3 separate regions of the Mus musculus genome follow, and regions 1 and 3 are each linked to region 2. Evidence: chromatin contacts called from public HiChIP or PLAC-seq data. All regions are on one chromosome and are shown on one strand. Each heading gives the region's core, a stretch centred on a gene start, on an enhancer-like site or on the middle of the called end of the contact. The rest is flanking DNA. Distances are from core to core; before and after follow the strand shown.

The links. HiChIP or PLAC-seq counts read pairs in DNA pulled down with a chosen protein or histone mark.
Region 1: an H3K27ac HiChIP or PLAC-seq map of embryonic stem cells shows a contact between it and region 2, with 5 times the contacts expected there. The contact joins two enhancer-like sites. A contact is called at or near these places in 2 of 484 Hi-C or Micro-C datasets (the N1E-115 cell line and adipose-derived mesenchymal stem cells), 5 of 115 datasets of contacts at active chromatin or transcription factors (embryonic stem cells and neural progenitor cells) and 1 of 9 other capture datasets (embryonic stem cells).
Region 3: a contact with region 2 is called in an H3K27ac HiChIP or PLAC-seq map of embryonic stem cells, with 8 times the contacts expected there. The contact joins two enhancer-like sites. A contact is called at or near these places in 2 of 484 Hi-C or Micro-C datasets (both in embryonic stem cells) and 5 of 115 datasets of contacts at active chromatin or transcription factors (SST interneurons and embryonic stem cells).

What each region holds. Positions count from the first base shown.
Region 1 is chr10:11,745,900-11,749,713 of GRCm38.p6, forward strand. No RefSeq gene overlaps it. Among named protein-coding and RNA genes, the nearest start is that of Gm22546, 100 kb to the left of the region's middle. Within about 2 kb of position 1,267, at least 6 of the 459 cell types and tissues checked have an H3K27ac peak or open chromatin away from gene starts, as enhancers often do. A contact at or near this core is called in embryonic stem cells, where this site is marked.
Region 2 is chr10:12,605,678-12,609,770 of GRCm38.p6, forward strand. All of the region lies in intron 50 of Utrn (utrophin), which reads right to left. Among named protein-coding and RNA genes, the nearest start is that of Gm25139, 240 kb to the left of the region's middle. Within about 2 kb of position 2,819, at least 22 of the 459 cell types and tissues checked have an H3K27ac peak or open chromatin away from gene starts, as enhancers often do. A contact at or near this core is called in embryonic stem cells, where this site is marked.
Region 3 is chr10:11,799,689-11,803,650 of GRCm38.p6, forward strand. No RefSeq gene overlaps it. Among named protein-coding and RNA genes, the nearest start is that of Gm22546, 150 kb to the left of the region's middle. Within about 2 kb of position 2,278, at least 9 of the 459 cell types and tissues checked have an H3K27ac peak or open chromatin away from gene starts, as enhancers often do. A contact at or near this core is called in embryonic stem cells, where this site is marked.

The DNA.
Region 1 (3,814 bases), core at 17-2,516, 860 kb before region 2:
TGGATGAGAAATGGGAACCGTCTGAATCTTAGGCAACACAGTGCACCTCTCATCAAATATATTCCTAGTTTTGATGATGTCCTGAGTGCAGTTCTAGATTCCATGAGGAGGTCAAACAGATATCAGACCTGATTTGCATCCCTCAAAGACTATAACCTAATTCACAAGTCCAAACCATAGTCAGGTGTTAAGGATGAACATAGAAGGCGACAAAGAGCAGGCAAAGCCATATTAATGCAAAGATTCAGTTGACACACTACAGAACTCCTGCTCTTTCTTCCCTCATATTCATATTTACATCTGATTTGAGAAGCTTCTATATGATGTCTATAATTTATCAGACCCATGTATTCATACAAATGTGTATTACATGTGCCTGACATCTAATTATGTTTTCATTTTCCATGATGCTTCCTCTTCTGTGTAGAATCCAATTAATTTCTGTGTACTAGCATTTTTGAAGAGAGACTAAAATCTGTTATATTAGGTCAGGTTTTGTTTAAAGGCTGTAACATCCTGAGCTTGGAGAAAGAGCCAAGACCCTGAAATGCACACCGATTAGCTTAAATACCAGCTTGCCCCTGGGTAGGTTTGTTGTTGTTGTTGTTTTGTTGTTTCCCTAATTGTGTATATAATGTCTGGCATACACATATCCGTGATTTCTGTAGATGGTTGTAGTGCACTAGGCTTTGTTGTATGTTTGTTTATGATTGAACTTTTGTAACAAAATGATTTTAAAATCCTAGGCAGTGCAGTATTCCACCTTCGAAGGCATTTTGAGCATCCTTTTATCCCATTGCTGTACATTTCCAGGCTTAATTGATTTCTGCTGATGGTCTCCATCACATTTACCACCTGCACTGATATTGTAAAACTTATCCTGTTTGCCTGTGTGTGCATCTGAGCTGTTCCAAGTAATTATGGCTCAGCTCTTTGTGTAATGAGATATTTAGCAAATATGTCTTGCTGATGGTTGTTTGCATCTTTAAATCCATCAAGTCATTTTGCTGGGAGCGATGCCATGGAAATCTTGTGGGATTTACTTTTTTTTTTTTTGAAAATGAACATATTGAGAAATATCTATTATCATTATAAGAAGACCTGACATTTTCTACATTCATGAAGCAAGGTCATTACCTGGTAAAGAGAACAAGTTGCAACAGCAATTTTGCTTGGCCTTGGAATCCAAAGAATGTGATGGTTGGAATATGCTTGGCTGGGTGGGATCTTACCCTGAAGTCACCACTCCCTTAATCTGTTTGTCTCCTTGAACAAAGGATTCAGCTCCATTCTCCCTCCTGCTGCCCCTTTACACTTTGAACCATACAGTTTGTGTTTCTCTTTTCTAAACTTGCTACACTTAATCAGAATGCTCTTTATGAGCATAAACCACACCACATAGTCTAAACTGGGTTGTTTTGATACTGCCTTTGTCAATGTAAGGTCACTCCCTTCACCTTAACCTCAGGCCAACTTTTCAGACAATGGATTAAAAACAGCCACATTCTTCATGAAAACATCACAAAAACAGTCTCTAGGTCACATACTAAAATTCTTCTCCTCTGAAACTTCTAAAGACTTCAGTATCAATGTCCTTCATATTCCTACTAGAATGGTCCATTAAACCCCACTTAAAGCATTTCACTCCTCCCCAAATCAAAAGTCCCCAAATTCACATTCCCCCAAACAACATGGTCAGATCTATCACAGCAATAAGACAATGCCTGGTACTAACTTCTGTCTTAGTTGCTATGAAGAGACACCATGACCAAGGCAACTCTTAAAGAGGCAAATATTTAACTGGGGCTGGCTTACAGATTCAGAAGCTTAGTCCACTATCATCAATGCAGGAAGCATAGAAGCTTGCAGGCAGACATGGTGCTAGAGAAGGAACTGAGTTCTGCATCGTGTACATCTGTCTCTTCCACACTGGTTAGAACTTCACAGCTCAACCCCACAGTGATATACTTTCTCCTACAAGGCCATACCCACTCCCACAAGACCATACGTCCTAATATTGCCACTTCCCATGGGACAAGCACACTCAGACTACCACAGTGATAATTACTGAAGTCATCTTTATTATTTAATCACATACTTTTTCATAAAGAAAGACTCCCATTAGTTCATGTCACAGAGTAAGGAATCTGCATGCCCCCAATTAAACAAGCTTCCCCTACCTCTTATGTCTTGCTTTCTAGATTCTCATCTGTTGATAGAGTTTGAATCATGGCATCATTACAGAGGAGTAGCCAAGTGTGTGAAATGTACTGTTTGCAAAAAGAATTACGCTTTATGGCTTGACATAATTTTCTGAAATGAACAGTGTGACAAGAGATGTGTGACACAGACAGGAATTGGTGCTGCAAATAAAAATCGAGTTTTAACAAATCTTGCTTTTTCACTTCTCCATCATACTTAGTGTCTTCAATCATACTTTCCTGTCTTCCCTCTGGTACTGAGCACAAAGACATATTAAATGTAGCTTGCCTTTAGCCTTTAGTAGTCCTATTATCTACATGTCAGAAATCCAATTTGGGCTCAGCTCAGGTACTGTCTATTGTATATTCTTCTTCCAAAACATCTTAAATACCCCTATTTTCTTCACTACCACTCACCACGTAAATAGCTGCAATGACTCTTTAGCCATCCCAATAGAATGACTCCTTACCCACATCTAATTTTACAGTGGGCACTTCATCAAGATAGCGAGCCATCTGCTTTGCTGTTGATGTGTATGAGATTTTGATTCCCAGTTTGGCCTCTGTTCAATCTCAAACCTGCTATTGCAATGTTTAGAGATGTTCTCCACAGCGATCAAGCACAGCCCAGCCAGGTACCTCTCTTTGTTCTGTTTTCTAGGAAAGTTGTTGCTCTGTGTCTTGATCTCTTTCCACGGTCACAAACTTTTGATCCTTCAGTTCCTAAATTTAGTGGTACAACTTGCAGCTGTGTGAATGAGCTTCCCATGATGGACCTTCCAATTAATCAAGATAGGATGAACACCCACCAGAGAAGTTTTGAGCCAGAACTGTCTATCCAAGACATGTAGAAAATCCTGACTCACAGAAATTTTTTAAAATAGATAATATTAGTTAATATTTTAAGCTATAATCTGTAGGGGTGGGGAGTGATTTTTTTTAAATAATAAGTGAGAGAATGATGGTATACAAGTTGCTTCTCCAACTCTATTGCAAGGCCTGTGGTGTGAAATATTCATTAGGAATTTTAGAATCTAGGCAACAATGTAGCTATACTTCACAGCATACTTAGATTGCATTTTTGAAATTTAGAGAAGGAACCATCATTTCCTAAATTCCCACAGAGGTGCTTTGCACTTGCCTTAGCTTTATATGCAGTTACACATAGGGAGATGGATACCTACCACGATAGTTTTGAAGACATAAAGCATTCTACTCAAGCTGCAAAGTGAAAAGTCAATATTTTGCCTTTTTCATTATTTCTAAGTGGGTTTTAAGTGTGTCAATGTCTGTGAGAGGATTTAACAAGCTGTAAAATGCTCTGTGGGCCCAAGGCATTATTGCTTGTACCAATTTATTTCCCAGTGAATGTTTTAAAAGGAGAATTTAGTACCTCTACTGTAGTACTTCCCTTGGTTTGCTGGCATGAGAAACCAGACAGACATGGTATTGTGATATAAACAGTCTTTGAAACTCAAGAACCAAGCAAATGAAAGAAATGTGTAGCATCCAGGCTTGCTGTGGTTTGACCTCCTCGACTTCGAGTACATTTATCTATTGAGTCTTTACTTCAAACTGATGATGGTAAGAAGTGTGGTCTTTGGTTTGGCTAT
Region 2 (4,093 bases), core at 1,569-4,068:
ACACCCCTCTGTAGCACTCTTAGCACTCTTTCCTTATTCTCTATAGAGAACAGTGGTGTAAGGTAGCCCTGCTGAGGATGGCCCAGACTTCATCTCAGGAAGCCAGAGTCTACAAGGTTTGAATCTTTGAGAGGCACTCCCCGGGCCATTATGCTGTGGACTTCCTTATTAGGATTTGGTGGTCCCTTTAATGTTAGAGAATACCAGGAAAGTAACAATACCACACACAGGCACGTGAAGTTATGGGCACACTCCCTAGGTCATCTCCCTTGATCAATGAATACCCATACAGCCTGTGTAAAGATTCAAGATGTTAGTGAAATTCAGAGAGATTAACTGGACTCTCATTTTCTGGAAAGACAGCTGAGCTATAGATCCTGTCAATGGTTTGTCAAGGTGATGTCAACGTAGTAAATGACCAGGCCAAAATTATGTGAATACACATAGTCTTATTCTAGACTAGTATGAACACTTTGACTCACAACAATTCTTCAAAAGTTCATACCATTACTACTATTATTAATTATTAAAATAAATGGCTGTGGTGGTATGAGACTGTAATCCTAGTACCCTGGAAGCTGAGGCAGGTGGATGCTTAGTTTGAGGTCATCATGGGCTACATATGCAGAGACAGCCTCAAAAAACAAACAGGGCTGGAAAGATAGCTAGCTCAGAGGATTAGGGTCACCTAATTGCCTTTCCGAGTAGTACAGCTGGATGCCAGCACCTATGTTAAGCAACTCACAACTGCCTGTAACTCCAGCTCCAGAGGATCCAAGCCTCTCTGGCTATACTCATGTACACATCACTACAGACACAGACACGGACACACACACACACACACACGGACACACACACACACACAGAGACAGAGAGAGAGAGAGAGAGAGAGAGAGAGAGAGAGAGAGAGATACACACTTCAAAAATAATAAAAACAAAGCTTTAAAGTTTTAAAACAAACAAATAAAAAACATAAGAAGAAAATATTTTAAATGTCTTTAGAACAACTTAAATGAACTTCTGGGACTGACAAAGCTGGCACATCCCTGCACGCTGAACATATATGTGGTGCATGAGAACCACTGAATACATGACTTTCAAAACAGAGAAGATGCTTCACTAAAACAAGGTGCTCCACAGCTGGCTCCTTCCCACTTATCTTCTAAAGGCGCTATTATGTGTCTTAAATATGATGATAAAAAACTACATTTGGGTATGGAGAATTAGGCTTGGGGAATACATAATTCAATACTTGTGGTATTGAGACTCAAACCAAGCTAAATTATGAATCAAAACCCAGAACCAACTATATCAATTTGCATTAAAATGAGCCAATCCATCCTTTGTACAAAGCTGAGAAATGAATCCATTAGGGGGGAAAAAAAAAGCCTATAGAAACTGGAAACAAAAACGTTCATATAGCCAAAATAGTTTCAAAAATAATGTAGCTCATTGTTTTTCTTTTTTTTTTTTTCTTTTTTTTTTTTTTTTGGTTTTTCGAGACAGGGTTTCTCTGTGTAGCCCTGGCTGTCCTGGAACTCACTTTGTAGACCAGGCTGGCCTCAAACTCAGAAATCCACCTGCCTCTGCCTCCCGAGTACTGGGATTAAAGGCGTGCGCCACCACAGCCCAGTTGCTCATTGTTTTTTCAACTTCAAGATGAGAACAAGTACCTAGGCATGCCCAAGACTACGGGTGATGAAACATCTACACAGGGGATTTCCTTCCTAGTACAGTGAAAATACAACGAATGATAACTAAAAGAAAGTATAGCAATGACTTAAGCTACTTTCTCTTTCTTTACCCCTCAACCGCATGGTTCTTTGTAGCTCAGGATAACCACTGTGACCACCTGAAATGAAATGCAGAGAGACACTGAATCTGGAATCAGAAAACCTGTCAACAGTGCCAGTTAAATCATGTACTGGCCAAGCATCGCCTACTCTGTGCCTTCACTGTGGAGTTAAAAGAGCTTGTTTCTCCAGATGTTACATAGAACTGGTGACAATTTTCTTTCCCAGACAGATGATAGGTAGGAAGATAGATAGATAGATAGATAGATAGATAGATAGATAGATAGATAGATGAAAGATATGTAGATAGATGATATATAAATTAGATAGATAGATAAATAGAAGATATATAAATGGATAGATGATAGATAAAACATATAAAAATATATATTAACACTATCTTAAAAACACATAGAACGTTTACAATCCTATTCATTAGGCGTCTCTGTCCGTGTTTCATTAGACGCTTTCCCATGGAGTCTAGGGTTGTTGCTTTCCTGTTAATTTTTATTGTGCTGTGGTTTTCTATGTCAACAGTTTTTGTTTTCCTAGTCCTTTTACAGTAGGAAAAAATACAGACACCATAAATATGGCCTGAGAAGGTGGCTCACTGGATAAAGTGCTTGACTTGAGCTTGATTCTCAGAAACCACAGAAAAATGTTTGTTGGGTATGGTGGTGTGTGTGCACTGTCTTTGTAATCCCAGAGCTAGGGAAGTCTAAACAGGGAGAATCCACCCCAGTCTGGACAGCTTGGTGAGGTCAGGCCAATAAAAGATCCTGTCTCAAAAGAGATGGTCACTTTTGTGAATGTGGTGTTGAACAGGTATGGAGCCCATACACAAATGTATATAAGTGCTTGGCCCATAGGAAGTGACAGTATTAGGAGCTGTGGCCTCCTTGGAGGAGGTGTGGCCTTGTTGGAGAAAGTGTGTCACTGTGAGGGCAGGCTTTGAGGTAGCATAAGGTCAAATGTGGCTGGTGTGACACAGTCTCCAACTGCTGTTTGAGGATCCAGATATAGAACCCTCAGCTCCATGTCTGCCTGCACTCTGCCATGCTTCCCACCATGATGGTAAGGGACTGAACCTCTATACTGTAAGCCAGCGCAATTAAATGTTTTGTCTTGTTTTGTTTTTTTAATAAGAGTTGTCAAGGTCATGGTGTCTATACACAGAAACTGTCTACCAATTCTATAATAAACATGCACAAATATGTATTAGGAGGAGGAGGAAGAGAAGGAGGAAGAAGAGGGAGAAGAGAAGGAGGAAGAGCAGGGAGAAGGAGGCACCCACCCTGAAAACCAACACCTTCCAGCAACTGCAGGGAATTGCCCTTAGGGCCTTACATATGTTAGGCAAATGTTCACCTGGCACAATACACAAAGCTTTGATACTTTAACATTTCAATACAAGACAGAGAGTCACTAAGTTATACAACCTGACCTTCAGTTCACTCTACAAACCACCCAGGCCTGGAACAATCTTCCAGCCTCAGCTTCCCAGTTAGCTGAGAGTACAGAACCTGTACCACCAGGCCTGACCCAACTACTTCACTTTCCATTCTAGAGGGATTCCGTTCCGGCTTTATCAGGCCATGCTGTCACAGCGGCCAATTATTTATTAAGCATTAAAAAGCACTGTCCGCTTCTGTGACTGAGCTTTGTTACAAATCAGTCTTTCAGAACTTCACAGACCTGAACAAACTAGAAAAAGAAAAATGAAAAGCAATCCTCTCCCACACTCCACATCCTTTCCAACTTCAATTACTTGGACTCATTTACCTTGCCTGAGATGAACAAACTTCGAGCAAGTGAGAAAACGACAATGGTGTGACATTGTCTATATTCTCCTATCCCTGCTAATTGCTTAATTTCCAGAGCTAAATATAAACAACTAACTTCCCTTTGAAAGGCCAGCAGGGCTCTGCCGAGAACCAAGAGAAAGCGGTTCGTGCCTATAGCTTTCAGATCCATACATACAGGCTGGAAATTTCCATTTGATACTTAATAAACTGCACCCCAGAGGAAACACAAGTCATCAAGCTTTTAGTCACGATGACAAAATAGCATTTTCTGAATCTAGAGTGCTATGCCAGCTCTCTTCTCAGAAAGAACTTTCTGTTTACTCCCTACTGTATCCGCGTCAGTCACGCAGAGTTCCAACTAACGTTTTTTGTTCTTAAAGAACCACTTAACTTTGTGACCGGCATTTGGGGGTGGGGGTGTTTTTCGAGACAGGATTTCTCTGTATTTTCCTGGCTGTCCTGGAACTCACTCTGTAGACCAGGCTGGCCTCGAAC
Region 3 (3,962 bases), core at 1,028-3,527, 810 kb before region 2:
CACAACAAAGGAGAGGGATGAGAATCAGCACAGCTGGTGGCTCTGCCTCAGTGGCAGAAGGTCTAAACCAGCCTGTCTAGGCTGAAGGAGGTTACACCCAAGTGAGGATCTGAGGTCCTCAAGGGAAAGTAGGAATTATCTGGTATAAGTTTAGCAGTGTGTGCCATTCCCGAGGTGCTCCACTTACATCTAAAGTGTTGCTAAGAGGACCCCCCCGCCCCGTCCCCATGTTTACCTTTTTTTTTTTTTTTTTATAAATGAGATCATAGAATGGTTCTGGAGATGCTTTGGGTGAAAGGATAACCTAATATGGTAAAATCAGTAGGTTTACAAAGCATTTTTTGTGAGGTTCCTAGAGGTCTGGATTTCTAGCTGTGAGGGGAGAAATGTGTTAAGCAGTTGTTACCTGTGCTAGAATTACTATGTCGAAGCTTGAAGAAGGTTCTAATCAAACTCCTGGATGGGGACATTCTTTCACTTCTCATGTCCCTGTGGTTTTTCTTGTTCCTCTACCCAGCCCCATTAGGGAGCCAATGAAGAGTTCCCATGCTGAGAGATGAGGATTACCAAAGCTGTTTGCTGGAAGGGAAGACACTTACTACAAGACTCTTAACCTTTCAATATATTCATGTATGAGGCTAGATTTTTTTTTAAAAATGTATTTTATTTATTGATTGATTGACTAGTAGGTGTGTGTGTGTGTGTGTGTGTGTGTGTGTGTGTGTGTGAGAGAGACACTCATATTCATGCATATATTCTGTGACATGTATTTGGTCTGACGCACTCATACATATATGCTACGACATGTGTGGTCTGACACACTCATGCATGTGCATATGCTATGTCAAGTGTGCAGTCTGAGGATAACTAATGGAAGCCTGTTCATTCATTTTACCAAAGCACTGGTGCTAAGACTTCTGTGAGACCCACTTAAAAACTTCCTGACTGAGAGGACTTCCTGACTGAGAGGACTTTCTGACTGAGAGGACTTCCTGACTGTCTGGGGTTTCTGTCTCCTGGAGTGAGGCAGACATTGGCCTTCTGCATCAACAATGAGGATCATCAACCTCAAAGGGTTGGATATTTTTTGACAGATCTCTATAAGTAAATCTCTTGGGTTTTAAAAAGTAAACTAATAATATAGACTATTCTTTGCATGGATTTCCTGAAGACCGCTATCTATCACATGTGCTCAGTGTACTTGGGTGATCTTGCGTGTTACTGATACATTTCTCGCAAACTTTAGAAAGGGAGACAGAAGAGAGAAAAACTCAAATACTAAGCAGGAATAATAGATGGTTACCACAAATAAGACATAGTTGCCACTAGTAAGATATAGTTTGCTACGCACGCTCCAGTGAAGTTTGCTTGACAGGCCAAGAAGCCTGGAAGCACTCACGAGGCAAAGAGTTTCAGAGAAACTCACCTCTGTGAGGAGCAGGTGTGGCGGCAGTCCCAAAGGCACCAGGGACTGCAGCTAAGTCTTATGACTTGCACCTGACTTCCTCACCTGAATATAAGCCACAACCATCACGAGAGCTGCGCAGGTGTACCAGGATACTAGCGAATCCATTTTGGTGGAGATATGCCCCTGCTGCCCTGATTAGCTGAAGCTGCGTGCCTGGTGAGGTGGCGTGGCCTGCTGTGCGTGGATGAGAACTGAGAGTATTTAAGAGTGAGAGGCCCAGGGTTCGGGGGAGATATAAACAAGGAAGATATAAACAAGGGAGATATAAACAAGAAGAAACAGGACTGAATAAACATGTGCAGAAGGATCCTGTTGCAGCGTCATTCTTCCTGGCCAGTTGGGCACGCGCAACACACCTCCTGGAACCTTGGCGTTCTCATAACCTGTATACTCATACCCTATCCCCGTGTTAGTCTGGTGTATGGATTCCCGTGCTCTCTTTCAGTATTATTTTATTATAAGTGTCTTTAAAGATCAATTTCTGACATAGCTAAGCCTTTGCCAGTGTTCCAATGTCCCAGAAAATCCTTGAAGCTGACAAACTTGGAATTTAGTAGGAATTCAGTAAGAAGGTTATCTATTCAGTAACATTCAAATTTACTTCTTGTAGAGACAGTGAAACTAATTAGGCATTACAAAGAATGGAGCCGGAATAGCTCAGGGCTGGTCTGCAGAGTGTTTACTTGAGACAATAACCAGCCTTACCCAGACAAGGGAATTCACAATGGCCTAGTGAATAGATGGGTTTAGCATGAAAGAGTTAGGGAAACCCCCTGAGACAGGTTTCTTCACTAGGCCCAAAGAAACAGCATAAATCAGGCATTTACTAAGAACCCCTGGTGGTGCGCTTAACAATAGACTAGCATTACACCTGGCTTTCTTCTTAGTGGCAGCGGCCTGGTCCCGCCTTCTTTTGATGTATACATTCCTTATGTATTGTGTCACTGTAACTCGGTGCATGTATCTCTCCTGGTTTCTTGTTATTCTTCTGTATAAAAAGTTAGATGCTCGACTCTAAAAATTACATTCAGCTTCTACACAATCTCCTGTGTTGTGTCTGACTGTCATTTATTCGCTGACTCCTTGTCCATCTGCAACCAGAGACCCGTTCTATGCAGACAAGGGACCAAGGGGGTCTGCAGCAATAGTTACCAGTAATAAGAGATAGTTACTACTAATAAGAGATAGTTACTACTAATAAGAGATGGTTACCACAAATAAGAGATAGTTGCCACTAATAAGAGATAGTTACCACCAATAAGAGATAGTTACCACTAATAAGAGATAGATATTTACCACTAATAAGAAACAGTTACCACTAATAAGAGATAGTTACCACTAATTCTCAATAAGCCACTACCCCACAACATTCATTCATCACTTGGTGCTTAGATACCTATGGGCCATATAAATTCTCCAGCTCATCTATAAAAACATATTTATATAAAAATGATAGTCAACACATAGATTTAAAGCAGGGAAGACACTAATTAATGTTTAAATAATAAAAGCACATTTCATAGAAGTTGTATGGTGTCATGGAATGGTTATTATGTTGTATACAAAGAAGATCCTTTCATCTTAATTTTTGGGAGATATCTGGAGGAAGCAAAGACAAATGCATGTGCTACATCTGCCACATTTAACTGAAAGTTCTGTTGACATTTTTCTGAATCAAGTCCTCATGAAGATTTGTAGCCTGGTCACTTTGTGTCTTGTCACTAGGACACCTGTCTGGACAGCTAAAGTAAATTATTGATTGCTTTCTGAACACAGCAGGAAGCACTGGGATTCCCTGCCTTAGCATTCTTTGCATCAATTTCTTGGAATGCTCTCTTCACATCTCTCACCTGATGACAAGTAAGGAACACAAATGTTACCTTCTCTAAGTTTTTCCTGACTCTACCTTCCACATGGACTAACAGAGTCCAGAATTTTCTTAATTCAGTGCCTCCCTGACCATCAATGGAGGCCATATCATTCATCAGACCTTGTAATATCAAGCTCCAAGTTCAATACTTCCCTTAGAACTAAAAAGATACTTAGGAAATTCATAGAAACAGGTGATAAAGAACCCACCCCATCATAATAATTTATAATTTCACAATTTTATATACTAATGGATCAATGTTTCCTCCCCCATGAGAATTGAAGACTAGGCCTCTGCTAGATAAGTTACAGGGATAAGACCTCAATCTGTGTGGGGCAGAGGCATGTGGTTATCTGGTGATCTTGGTTACAACTCTGGCTCTGATGTCTAGCTGTGAAGAATTGGATAAGATACATCTTCTCAGCTTTCATTTTTCTTATCTGCAGAGTTAGATTTGATTTATCAGATCTCCTCAAGGGACTGATATTCTACAGACTTGACTTTCACTACTTTCTAAAATGAACTTATATGCTACTAAAACCAACCAATTTAGATGCTCTTGACTTCCCAGTTTAAGATCATAACATAAATTACATTTCAATACATATTAAATAGAAATTGTAC